4 separate regions of the Mus musculus genome follow, and all the other regions are linked to region 2. The links are chromatin contacts, called in public HiChIP or PLAC-seq and promoter capture Hi-C maps. All regions are on one chromosome and are shown on one strand. Each heading gives the region's core, a stretch centred on a gene start, on an enhancer-like site or on the middle of the called end of the contact. The rest is flanking DNA. Distances are from core to core; before and after follow the strand shown.

Region 1 (2,996 bases), core at 366-2,865, 240 kb before region 2:
CTTCCACGTTATTCAGTCCTTACAACTGCCACGTGAATTATTTACTGTCACTGTACAGTTCAGGAATCGGAAGCTCAGAGAACAGAGAGGAGAGATCAAGTAAGTCAGCAGGCTGGGAAGGAACAAGATTTGCTGCGGGGCAGGCCAGGCTCTTCACCCCAGGTACTCTGCTCTTGGTGGCTCCCTCAGGTAATTTCAGAACTAGAAAGGCTGAGCCAGGCAGATTCTTTGAGTTCAAGATCAGCCTGGGCTACCCAAGAGAGAGACCCTGTCTGAAACTTAAACAACCAAGCAGTCAGCCTTCCTGTTTGTGGTATGAATAGTGCCTTGCATGAGCGTCCCTTCAAACCATCCATCTACACCTTCCTTTTCCCACGATTGTCCCTGGTCCATCCCTCCTGACAACCCAGTGACACTGCTCACTTAATTTAGTGGGACCAATTTTTGCCTCAATTTTGGCCTGGGACAAGAGTCTTGGACCCAGCTTCCTCATCTTTAAATAGGTTCATCTTAGAGTAGTGAGGTGGCCCACGTCTGTAATTCCAGCACAAGACACGATGAGATGATGAGGACTTCAGAGTCATCCTTGGCTGAATATTGGGCCTAGCCTGGGCCATATGAGACCCTATCTCAAAAAGCAAAACAAAATATATATTAAATTAACTTAAATATAAGTAAATAATAAACCAATGTGACGTAAAATAAAAATGGAAAACCTCATCTCTCAAAAGAGGAGAGATTAATGTCCTTCTAACCCTCTACGGAGGTATGGGGGTTGGGGGTGGAGCTCCGTGTTTAGCAAAAGCCTGGGAAGACACACTCTTGGCATTCTCTAACTTGGCAGCGTTCGAAGGCATCGCAAGGATGCCTCAAGGTCTGATGGCCCCAGGATTCTCTGATTTCTCACTGCCTTCGCCTTTCCGACAGTCCCCACAAAACACAGAGACAGACGGACAGACAGACAGACTCGGGGGCTCTCCATGGGCCCTCCTCCCTGTGTCCCCAGGACGAGCCGGCTGCAGCAGCCTCTGTCCAGGCAAACGTATGGTCAGCGAGCCGCGCTCAGCTCTGCTCAGCTCGGGCGCAGGGTACTGTGCACCCCCCTGGCACAGCCCCAGCCACTGTCTCATCTGCAAGCAGGAGCCGCGCGCGTCCAGGCGGCAGGGCTCGCGTTGCCGTCGGGGCGCGCACCGCCTCGCTTGCCACCAGCGCCGTGGCCCGCGACTCCCGACGCTGTTCCACGCACGGTGCTGGGTCCTAGCACCCCAGGGGCCTCTCGGCCCGCCCAGCCCAGCCCAGCCCTGCGCCCGTTCGGGCCGCTCCGGCCGGGCCCCGCGCACCCCGGAAGTGGACGTCGGGGCCCGAGGAGCAGGGCCCGCGCCCCGCCGCCGTCCAGGCGCGGCCTCCAGGGTCACCCACCCGGGGCTGCACCGCCCCGCGCCCCCGCGGACCCGCGCCGGCCTTACCTGCCCAGCCAGGTGAGCCGCCTCCGCTCGGCCCTTCCCCCGCCCCCCTCGGCACTCACCTGGGTCGCAGGTAAGCGTCTCGCGGGAGCGCGGCACGGGGCGCCGCTGGGGACACACTTCCTGCCTCCGCCGAGCGCCGCCGCGCACCTGGCCGAGGCCCCGCCCAGCTCCGGCCCAGCCAGGAGAGTGAGGCCCTGAGAGGGGCCATCATCGGGCAACAGTGCTTAGGTCCCCTCTCTGCTCTATAGTCCAGTGTCCTGGAAGTATCGGAGAGCCCATGGGGCGCCTACCGGGCCGCAAAGCTCCTACTTAAAGGGCATGCATGCCTCCTGGGAAGCCGTCCGGGCCCCTGAGTCCCTAGCTCTGTCATGTGGAACAGTTCTCTGGACTCTTTATTATAGTTCCCAGCAGACTGTTGCTTTCCTGTCTTTTGTCTCCTCCTTTTAGCCTCTGACCTTGAGGGTAAGGTCTGGTCTTGTTTCCCTAGTACAGCGCCTGGCACATACCAACTGCTTAGTAAATATTCTTCACTGTTTGAATAGCTAGGCAATGATCTCTTGTCTATCTATCTGTCTGTCTACATATTCACTTATTTAGGTTTCTCTTTTTTTACATTAAATGTTTTTATATGTATGAATGTCTTGCCTGCTTGTACATCCATGCACCACTTGCGTGCCTTGTGCCCACAGGTAAGGGAGCAGAGGAGGGCATGGGATGCCCTGGAACTGGAGTTACAGAGGGTTGTGAGCTGTTATGTGAGCACTTGAGAGTCGAACTGGGGACCTTGGAACTTTGAAGAGCAGCCAGTGCTCTCTGAGGCAGAACTCTCTCTTCAGCTCCTCTTACCTAGGTCTTCCAATACAAGATCCTGGGAAGACCAGCCATATCCTGTCCTGCTTCGAGTCAAGATCAGCCTAGATCAGGTATGTTCCCAGGGGTGCAGCCGTAGATTGTTCAAGTTTTCTGAGACAAAGTCTCATGTACCCCAGGCTGGCCTCTAGCTCCCTATGTAGCCAAGGCTGCCCTTGAAGACTTGCTCCTCTTATCTATGGAGTGCTGGGATCACAGGCATGCGCCTCCACAGCCAACATAGTCCCTGATGTCTTTCTTGCTCTTTTTGAACTGTTTGACATGGGAGCAAGTCACTTTCCATTTTCCAGTGTCCCCTCTGTAGATATAGACCTCTCTAGCCAGATGTGGTGGCACATGCCTTTAATCCCAGCTCTTTGGAGGCAGTAAGGTGGACCTCTGTGAGTTCCAGGCCAGCCTGGTCTACAGAGTGAGTTCCAGGATTGGCAGGACTATGTAGAGAGACCCCATCTCAAAAAAACAAACAAACAAACAAAAAAAACCATGAGGGGCATGGTGGCACACACCTTTAATCCCAGCACTTGGGAGGCAGAGGCAGGCAGATTTCTGAGTTTGAGGCCAGCCTGGTCTACAAAGTGAGTTCCAGGACAGCCAGGGATACACAGAGAAACCCTGTCTCAAAAAAAACCAATAAATAAATAAATAAGTAAATAAATAAGT
Region 2 (3,024 bases), core at 317-2,816:
TGCATTTAAGTATCAGGATCGCCGGGTATGGTGGCCCACACCTTTAATCCCAGCACTTGGGAGGCATGGGAGGCAGAGGCAGGGCGAATTTCTGAGTTCGAGGCCAGCCTGGTCTACAGAGTGAGTTCCAGGACAGCCAGGGCTACACAGAAACTCTGTCTCGAAAAACCAACCAACCAACCAAAAACAAAAACAAACAAAAAAAAATTATCAGGACCGCAGGCTTTTGGCAAGTTACTATTAAAGGAGACTCATTTCATGGAAGCAAACCTTCTCAAAAGCATAGCTTTTGCCTTCCCTAAACATTTGTCCACACCTTCTGTTGGCTAATAGTCTTAGGTGATGAGGAATTGAATCTAGCTGTACTAAGCCATAGCTTCTAGCCAGAATGAAGTGCTTAGCCCCTATCTGACAGGTCTGCTTCACCTGCAGAAACAATATGCCTGAGTATGGAAAACAACCCCCACTCTGGTCCCAGTCAAACCATACACACACACACACACACACACAAAGAGGAGCTGTAACATATATATATCTCCTCCAGCCCGCTGTTCCAATAAAACAGTCTCAGTCTCAGCCTGTTGAAACAATCTGTTTGCCTTTCTGCCTCATTTTTCTTACACCTTCCTATAGCCTGGTTCCCTTCTTGTCTTCCAAACCCATCCCACCCACTCCTCACCGCATAACATTCCACTTCCATGTCTCTCTGATTATCCCTCTGAAAAATCAAAAGATTCCAAGACTGGAGCCTGGCCACTTTGTGTTCTTGAGTGTGATCTTAGACAAGTGCTAACTGCCGAGTTTTCTATAAAGCAAAAAAGGACCTGGCTTAGTGATGTACCCTTTTAAATCCCAGCACTTGGGAGGCAGAGTTAAGAGTTCAATGTCAGCCTGGTCTACATAGTGACAGACAGGGCTACATAGTGAGACCCTGTTTCAAAACAAAAACAAACATGTGCCCCAAAACACGAACAATAAAGAGATTTAGATAAGTCTTGGATGATATTCTCTACTGCACATAGTGACCTCAAGTTTCCTGTCTTGGCACTTCTGCATCCGTGCTCTCCCCAGGCCCAAGGCTGCTCCCTCCCATACACACCAAGTGTACGTGTCTCCCATACACACCAAGATTTTAGTTTGACCTCCCTTTTTACACCATCACGTAACAGACTATTATGTAACTCATGCCACAGACTAAAAAGGACAAAGGAAATCTACAAAGACTTGCGTTTGAATCGTTGCTCACTTCATTTCTAAGAGCCTTTGTCTCTGATTTGTTTTCTGGGGGAAACAACTAAATTTGCACGTCTAATCAGTTTATAGACAGTAGTACCAATGAATATCACATGCTTGGCACCTAAGAAGTGATCAATAAAGAGTGCCTGCACCACGTGCCGGCATGCGGAACCGCGGTTGGTTGTGGGTTCCCGGGGCTCGACTGAGAGCTTCCTGAGGTCCACGGAAATGCTCCGCTACAAACACGGGAAAGAGGCTAAACTAGCCGGGCCCAGAAGGACAAGGCTCCAATTCCCCGGGGGAAGATCGACCGAGAGGACACTCCGCCTCCCGGAAGTGATGACACAGGGGCGAGCGGCGGCGCGGTCGGCCTTCCCGAGCGGGACGCGCGCGGGATGGCGGAAGCGGAAGGGAGTTCTCCGCTTCTGTTACAGCCGCCGCCGCCCCCTCCTCGGATGGCGGAAGTAGAAACGCCGACGGGGGCCGAGACGGACATGAAGCAGTACCACGGGTCCGGTGGCGTTGTCATGGACGTGGAGCGGAGCCGCTTCCCCTACTGCGTGGTGTGGACACCCATCCCGGTGCTCACGTGAGTGTCTTCCGATGTCAGCGCGAAGTCGCCGAGGGCCCGAGCATCCTCCGGGGTGCCATGCTAGCTTTTTTTTCCCCAGACTTGCAGCAACCCGTACTCCGGGCCAGGCTAGCCCCCAGTCCCCTAGAGCTCTCGTCACCTATGAGGTGCGCGGTCCCCTTGGATGTGGGGCATAGTTCCGGCCCTGGTTCCCCCAGGTCTAACTGGAGAGGAGGAGAAGTGTAGATCAGCAGCAAAGATCTGGTCATTAGCACGCCCTTAAGCTGCAGGCGTACAGAAAAGACCCTTAATCATTGTCTGAAGAGGCATCGTCATTCATTCCCCGTTGGTTTTTGTTTTTGTTTTTTCACTCATTGAGCAAACGAGCGCGTACTTGTCGTCTGTTATGCACAAGACGTTTCGCCTTTAGAAACAGAACTGAGTGTTTGATCGAAGCCACACTGGTTCGTGGAATGTCAGCATTGGGAGGTCCGTGCTGGCGTTTTTCCCCCTACATCATTTGAGTTACAAAGCAGTCTCAGCGACCTAGGTATCTGCCTCCCAGTGGAAGAATGCAGCTTACAACCCTCCTACCTTAATCCTAACAGTCTGGACAGTTTACAAGCTTTATTTTCTGTAGTAGAAATCCCCTTCCCCCATGGGGAAGCTGAGTTCCTTTGTAACATCGTCTTGGTCCGTTGACTATCCCAGCAAGAAGATATTCAGAAGCCAGTTAGTTCACTGACTATATATAACTCATCTTTCAGCTGTGGCATCCTACCTCTCACCTGAGGAGGTACTCTTTTCTTTCCTTCTATCAAAATCAGCTACCAGGCACGGGGATCCATACTTTTAACCATAGCACTTGGAGGCAGAGGCAAGCAGATGTCTGTGAGTTGGAGGGCAGCCTGAATTATATGGTAGGAGTTCCAGGCCAGCCAGGCATGTATAGTGAGCCCCAATCTCAAACAAACAAACAAACAGAGCCAAGTTGTGTGGAGAAGGAATATTTTTAGTCTCAAATGTTTCTGATCTTCAAATCATTTTAATCTTTCGATTTTGTATTTATTTATTTTATTGGTTTTGACTGAGACATGAGCTTGATATGTAGCCCTGGCTGGTCTGGTATTTATTTCGTAGCCCAACCTGACTTTGAACCCCTGTTCCCCCTGCCTTCTGTGTTCTGGGACTACAGGTGTATGCCATTTCATCTATCA
Region 3 (2,902 bases), core at 140-2,639, 240 kb after region 2:
GCCAACGGCTCTCCCTCTCCATCCCCTTCTCACGAGACACTGATTACCTTGGGAAACCACATTATACAGGGGCCAGTGGAAGGCAGATGGGATTAATGCTTTAAGGGTGGCCTCTATCCTCCTGAAAGCGACTGCTGGTACTCAGGTGTCCTTACTGAGTTGGCCCCACACTAATTGCCTTACATGTGCAACTTTAAGCCCCACAAGGCCTAGTTTTTTCAGAAAAGTCAAAGGTAAAGGAGTAAAGAGACTTGCCCAAAGACACTGAACAGTGCAGGGCAGAGAAAGAATCAAACCATGCCTACTACCACCGATGCTTCGGTTTAACGCGGCGCGGTGAGCTCGGTGGGGGCGGGAATTGTAACTGAATCAGAGCCTTCGGCTGGGAGTGGCCAAACGGTTCATCCGTTTCCATCCGCACTTTACCAAACGGTACTAGAATCAGGCAAAGTTGTGGGGAAAGTAATCTCTGAACACACACGCGCGCGCGGACACACTCCCAACAGTAAAGGAAAAGAAAAGAAAAGAAAAGAAAAGAAAAGAAAAGAAAAGAAAAGAAAAGAAAAGAAAAGAAAAGAAAAGAAAAGAAAAGAAAAGAGAAAAGGAAGAGCCCTGAGAGGTCACTTACCAACTCCCCTGGCTTTCGGGGCTCCGGTAAACGGGACGCCCTCCCTCCCGGGTCCCTTTTCTGGACTCCCTGACCCGCAGGGTGCAGTTATGCCCCAAAGCAAGCTGCTGCCGGAGTTGGGGAAATCATCAAGGATGGTCCCCAGCCGTCCGCGGTCCACTGGCTCGGTCGTTGCCAGAGAAGGGGGCCTGGGAGCGAACGGCCTCGCCTGCCTTCGGCAGAGAGGAAGCCCTTCGACGCCTCGGCTCGAGCAGGAGGCGCGGGTCTGCCGGCCGAAAGAAGCCGCTCCGGAGTTTTGCCGCCGCCGCCGCCCCTCGAGCTACCTGGCCGCCCGGTGGCCGCGCCTGCGCCCCCGCCCCCTCCCCAGGAGGCCGCAGGGCTTCTGACTCCGGCGGAGGTGACGGGGCCGAGAGGGAAACCAGGCGGCGGGGGGAGGGGCGTCGCCTGCACCTGGCCCCTGTCCGCCGCCCAGGCCGGGGAAGGGCGGGCCTGGACCCCCGCCAGCCCCGAAGGAGCGGCGGGGGAGGGGAGCCTCCCGCCTCGCCCGGGGGAGGTCCGGGAAACCTCTCCCACCCCCGGAGCGGCGACGGCGGCGGCGGAGGCTACGGAGACGCGTGCGGGGGTCGGCCGGCTCGGCGCCCCCTTCCCGAGCCGCGCTGGGCCGGCTCCCCCGGCCGCTCGCGCTCTCCAGCTGCAGGAAATTCCAGAAGCTCTCCATCATCCCGGCGCAGCGCGCCGCCTGGGCTGCCAAGGCTCCCCGAAGGAGAGCCACATGCGGGCCGGCCGAGCGAGGGAGCGAGCGACCGCGCGGCCCGCCCTCGCCCCCACCCAGTCCCACTCGGCGAGGCAGCCACGTCGCCCGGCCCGCCGCTCCTTCCCGCGCCCCGGGGACGGCGGAATGCGTGGCAGCCCCGGCCGGGGGCTATTTTGAGCGGGAGGGGAGCGGCCCGGCCGCGCTGTTTTCGGCTTTTTCCTGGCCCCCGTCCCGCTAGCCGGGGCCCTCGGCTACCCGCGGAGGAGGGACACGTGGAAGGGGAGGGGAGGGCCGCTTCTATCCGGCTCGGGGCTGGGGAGGGCCCGGGAGACACCCGGCCCGACTCGCTTGCTCGGCCGGTCGAGCGGCAGAATTGCTAACACCGCCTGATTGCGGCTGGTGGCTGCGAGGCGCCCGCTACCTGCACGCCCCTCCTCCGGTGAGCGCCCGCGGCCCGGGCACTCCCTCCCCAGCGGCGGACTCAGGCCTCACTGGATAGCGCCGCCGAGCACCAGTGGCCAATCACCGGCCTCGATTTCCTTACCTGTAAGTTGGGATGAGCTACCCGGCTTTATTCGGAGAGTACCTTATTCACTTTGCCGTGCGCCTTTTCCTGAGCAAAACTTTTTTTTTTGAGGGGGGAGGGATATTTATTGAGAGGGATTTAAAAATCCCCCCTTTCAGAGTAAAAGTCCCTTACACCAAAACAGTGTATTTTCATACATTTACATCTAGCGCCTACTTCATATTAGTGGCCAACAACATGCACACTGGCTCTGCAGTATCAAAGAGCATTAACTCCATTAAGGTCCCAATAAAGATACAGTGTTTCTTGCCGGAGGAAACTGAGGTTCAGTAGTGACCTGCCAGAGGTTTGACAGCAGCACAGCCCAAAGTCAGACAAACTGGCTTCAGAATATTAATTACTGACACAAAGTAATTAAACCTTAAACAGAGGCGGAAACTAAAGCCCAATGTGTCAGAGTAGGTACCCAATAGAGGTCTCCCAACTCTTTAGTACCCCGCTGCAACAGTTGAGTCGGTTCAGCACCTGCTGTGGGACAGCTAGAGGGTCTAAAGATGGATACCATTTTGGATGTCCAAGAGCCCAAAGACTGCACTCTGCTTTCCAATGCTCGTCTCAGACTACTTGGCCCCTGAAGTTAACTTGTTTATCATATTCCGGACTCAACCCAGCCTCAGAGGTAAGGGGTACAAAAATGAGAGATGTGACACAGGGCGGGCGGGCGGGCGTGGGGGGGGGGCGCATCCTCACAGAGCCTGGAGATGCTTCCTGCTCCCTACACACACACACACACCACTCCAAGCAAGGAAACACAAAGGTTGGCAGTCACATATCACACCCTCCCTCCCGCCCCGGAAACCTGGCAGTTTATTTCTGTCTCCGGGTCCCCTGTTTCCATAGAGTCAGTCCAGGAAGGCTGGCAGCAGCTGGCTTAGAGGGGCAGGGTTTCTGCTCCAAGGGTCCAGCTGCCACCCTGCCTTCCCCCACCTACCAG
Region 4 (3,093 bases), core at 305-2,804, 170 kb before region 2:
AAGGGGGCAGGCAGCAGATTCCCTGGAAGTGGAGCTACAGGTAGTGGGAGCTGCCCATAAGTGCTGGGAAACAATTTCTGGTCCTCTCCAGGACTATCCAGTGCTCTTAACAGCTAACCCATCCACCCTCTCTATCCACCATAGGTTTTCCATAAGTTGGTTTTATCCCTACACAGTTATAGAGTCAGCCAACCCAGAGCACACCCCCTCCTCTAGAGAATGAAGCATTGAAGGTCACTAATGTTCAACCTTTCTCCAGGAGAACAGGCACCGGGAGACCTTTTTGCCTGTTGCAAGGCGTATGACTGTTTTATTTTTGCTTTAGGAATAGCCTCACTATGTAGCCTAGGCTGGCCTTGAAATCATGATCCCTCCTGATTTTACCTCCCAAGGGTTGGGATTATAGGCACACACCACAACACCCCCTTCTTTCGTTTGTTGTTTATGTTGGCTGACCCTCAGGAGGGTCAGGATGAATCAAGCACTAGTTATTTTTTAGTGGGACAGGTCATTTGAAGGGAGTCCCCTTCCCCATTCAGGCAACAAACTTTCAATTCTGGCCACAGTCAGTATCAGCCAGCAGGTGGCGCTCTGACAGATGCTCGGCTGTTGCGGTTGGAATTCATGCAGTGGTACCTCGTGAGCCCACCTAAATTTTGACCCTTGCTGACCTCCACGAGTCTGGTTGCATGACTGCAGAATGACGCAGGGCCACGAATCTGACTGATCACGGACTCAGTCATTCTTTTAAGTACCAGAAACATGCAGATGGACGTGTCACATTTTCCGTGTTCTCCGTGCCCTCAGCTCCTGCCTGCGCTTCCCTAGAGAGAGCAGGTGCCCACTCGCTGCAAGTGGCTGAATTCTGTCATCTCACCGTGTTACACACTCCCCCTCCACCTGCCTCCTTGCGGTCTCTCTTTCTGGAAAATTCTCATTGGAGGTTGACTAACAGACTTTAATTCCATAACCTCCCTCAAGCCCTCCTGACTTCACAGGTATTAAGTAGCTTCCTCTCCCCTTCCTCAAGGGCTGTCCAGACTGTGGGAGATGCCCTCACTACATTGGCCCACAACTCACAGACATGGCAATATTGCCTCCTGCCTAGCTTTCCCAGTGCTGGGATTGCAGGCGTGAGCTATCACGTCTGAGGTCAGAAGATGGCTGGAATGTTCCTTGTGTCTCACCATCTGCTTGCCCTGTCCTGTCCTTGAACTTCCTCTGAGCTCCACAGCATGAAAAATTAGCTCCTCGGGATCTGCCCAGCTTCCCAGAGGCTGCAGGAACATCTCAGACTCCACCCACCTCAATTTAGCAGGCAGAGTGTACTGGAGTAAAATGCCTTCCTCAGCCAGCCCAGGGATGGGGGCACCAACAGGGGCAGTGGGCGGCCATCATTGAAGGGCTCTCTAACAGGCCCAATCATGGCAAACATGGCGCTGTCTGCTTTGGCCCTTCCCTCTGCCTTGCTAAACCACGAGATTACATTCCTAAAGCTTGCCCCCAAGGTCTATTCCCTTATTTAGCCACCTATTCATTCTTGAGACTAAACACCAAGGCCCAGCTATCAACATTCATTTTTTGCCTACACCAGCTAAGCTGTCCAATCAGGTCTTAGCACAGACTTCCCCTTCCCTCATTAAAAACTATTTCTGCAGACACACCTGCTACTGCCGTGGTCTGATCCAGAGGCGGCACGCCCCTTGCTTGTCCCTCTGGGGTAATAAACTTCCTTTGTGCTGAGAATTTGGTGTCTGGGTGTGTTCCCTAGCGACTCTAACACACACACACACACACACACACAATCACAAGATGAGGTCTGTGATGGGGTCCTCACAGGGTCTGAGGATAGCTGTGGAGTGCGGTCTTCCTAAAGGAGGCACTAGTTCCCTGGGGGGACTGGACAGGGCTTTCCCACCATGGAGACGGAGTGAGTTAGGGCGAGTCCCACCCCCAGTGCTGTGGCCGAGCCTCAGGAATTTCCCAAAGGGAGAATGGCTAGTGGGGAAACGAGTGGAATAATTTGGGAAGGGAAGCTCTGGGCGAGAGGAAGGTAATGTCTCTAAGAACTCTTAGGAAGAAAGGCCCAATGGAACAGAGCGGGTGAGCGTGAAGCGTTCAGGTGGAGTGGGTCATGCACTCAGGTAGCTGAGGCAGGAGAATTGCTGTAAGTCTGAGGTCAACCTGAGCTACATAATGAGTTCCACACCGGGTTATAGATTTAGAGTCTGTTTAAGTGTGCGCGCACACACCAAAACAAAATAAGACTTATGGAGGATCAGGAAGTAGGCAGGAGACAAAGAATCCTAAAATTCTCTGTGCTTACCTTTCCATGAGGGAAATGGTGCTGGTCTACAGTGCGCATGTGCTGAGCGCAGCCCGGCGCTCACTTCCCTCCCTGATGGAGCACAGGAGGACGGCCCTGGGCCAGAGCCCTGGCTCCTTTGTGGTTTGCTTTTGTTTGCAGCACTGGGAATTGAACCCACGACCTCACGCACACGGAGGCAGGTGTTCTGCCACTGTGCTTTCTCTGCTTGGAAAGACTACATTGGCTGGCATCTTTGGGGGCCAGGCAGACTCCTTACCATCGGTGTGAACCTGTCAGAAACCCTGGTAACCTGAATATAAAAAGGGTCGTTGATTGATTTGGGCTCCTCTTAAGGATGAACACAGCAGAGGAGGCGAGATTTAGCGGCTGTTCTGACTGGTTAGGCTCCCTTCTCTCCCTCTCCTCCCCAACGCAGGAGAAACTGTGGAGTAGGTGTGGCTCTCCTTGGCTCCTGAAGTCCCAGGGAGGCAAGTCTGAGTCTCACAGCCTTATTCCATCCCCCCCCCCCCACCTGTGACTGCTTTCTAGAGATTCCAGCACCTTCTGAGTCTCGACTGTATTAGTTACTAGAGTTAGGGCACAGACTATTCCACACTGTGCACAGAGGACGGTGGCACATGGCTTCTCTGACTCAGCATGACTCCAGGAGTGCCACAGCTGCGTGCCTGCAACTCATGATCTCTCAGAGTTGTGATCAGATGTGAGTCAGATCTGCTGCTGCCTGAAGATTTGAGGGTCTCCTCAGAGGACTGTCCACTCCCAGG

The links. Promoter capture Hi-C pulls out the DNA fragments that hold promoters and counts their contacts. HiChIP or PLAC-seq counts read pairs in DNA pulled down with a chosen protein or histone mark. Capture Hi-C pulls out chosen DNA fragments and counts their contacts.
Region 1: a contact with region 2 is called in a promoter capture Hi-C map of adipose tissue. The contact joins the promoter of Kdf1 here to the promoter of Tmem222 in region 2. A contact is called at or near these places in 1 of 484 Hi-C or Micro-C datasets (bone marrow-derived macrophages), 2 of 115 datasets of contacts at active chromatin or transcription factors (both in embryonic stem cells) and 3 of 9 other capture datasets (adipose tissue, liver and macrophages).
Region 3: a promoter capture Hi-C map of neural stem cells shows a contact between it and region 2. The contact joins the enhancer-like site here to the promoter of Tmem222 in region 2. A contact is called at or near these places in 3 of 39 promoter capture datasets (cranial neural crest, embryonic stem cells and neural stem cells), 2 of 484 Hi-C or Micro-C datasets (bone marrow-derived macrophages and embryonic stem cells), 27 of 115 datasets of contacts at active chromatin or transcription factors (the 230-238 cell line, acute myeloid leukemia, bone marrow-derived macrophages and 18 more) and 3 of 9 other capture datasets (adipose tissue, liver and macrophages).
Region 4: a contact with region 2 is called in an H3K27ac HiChIP or PLAC-seq map of embryonic stem cells, with 4 times the contacts expected there. The contact joins the enhancer-like site here to the promoter of Tmem222 in region 2. A contact is called at or near these places in 2 of 39 promoter capture datasets (the C10 cell line and stem cell-derived epiblast-like cells), 1 of 15 datasets of contacts at CTCF or cohesin (embryonic stem cells), 6 of 115 datasets of contacts at active chromatin or transcription factors (bone marrow-derived macrophages, embryonic stem cells and extraembryonic endoderm stem cells) and 2 of 9 other capture datasets (embryonic stem cells and liver).

What each region holds. Positions count from the first base shown.
Region 1 is chr4:133,517,582-133,520,577 of GRCm38.p6, reverse strand. It overlaps Kdf1 (keratinocyte differentiation factor 1), which reads right to left and starts at 1,615. Exons shown (of 4, transcript NM_133707.2): 1 at 1,526-1,615. It overlaps Gm42323 (predicted gene, 42323), which reads left to right and starts at 720. Exons shown (of 3, transcript NM_001378703.1): 1 at 720-1,478; 2 at 2,317-2,389. The coding sequence starts at 769.
Region 2 is chr4:133,276,332-133,279,355 of GRCm38.p6, reverse strand. It overlaps Tmem222 (transmembrane protein 222), which reads left to right and starts at 1,566. Exons shown (of 6, transcript NM_025667.3): 1 at 1,566-1,825. The coding sequence starts at 1,632.
Region 3 is chr4:133,037,513-133,040,414 of GRCm38.p6, reverse strand. The region is part of intron 2 of Ahdc1 (AT hook, DNA binding motif, containing 1); the gene reads right to left. Among named protein-coding and RNA genes, the nearest start is that of Ahdc1, 27 kb to the right of the region's middle. Within about 2 kb of position 1,389, at least 206 of the 459 cell types and tissues checked have an H3K27ac peak or open chromatin away from gene starts, as enhancers often do. A contact at or near this core is called in bone marrow-derived macrophages, craniofacial prominence, embryonic basal ganglia and 9 more, where this site is marked.
Region 4 is chr4:133,447,457-133,450,549 of GRCm38.p6, reverse strand. No RefSeq gene overlaps it. Among named protein-coding and RNA genes, the nearest start is that of Gm42322, 8.6 kb to the right of the region's middle. Within about 2 kb of position 1,554, at least 52 of the 459 cell types and tissues checked have an H3K27ac peak or open chromatin away from gene starts, as enhancers often do. A contact at or near this core is called in embryonic stem cells, where this site is marked.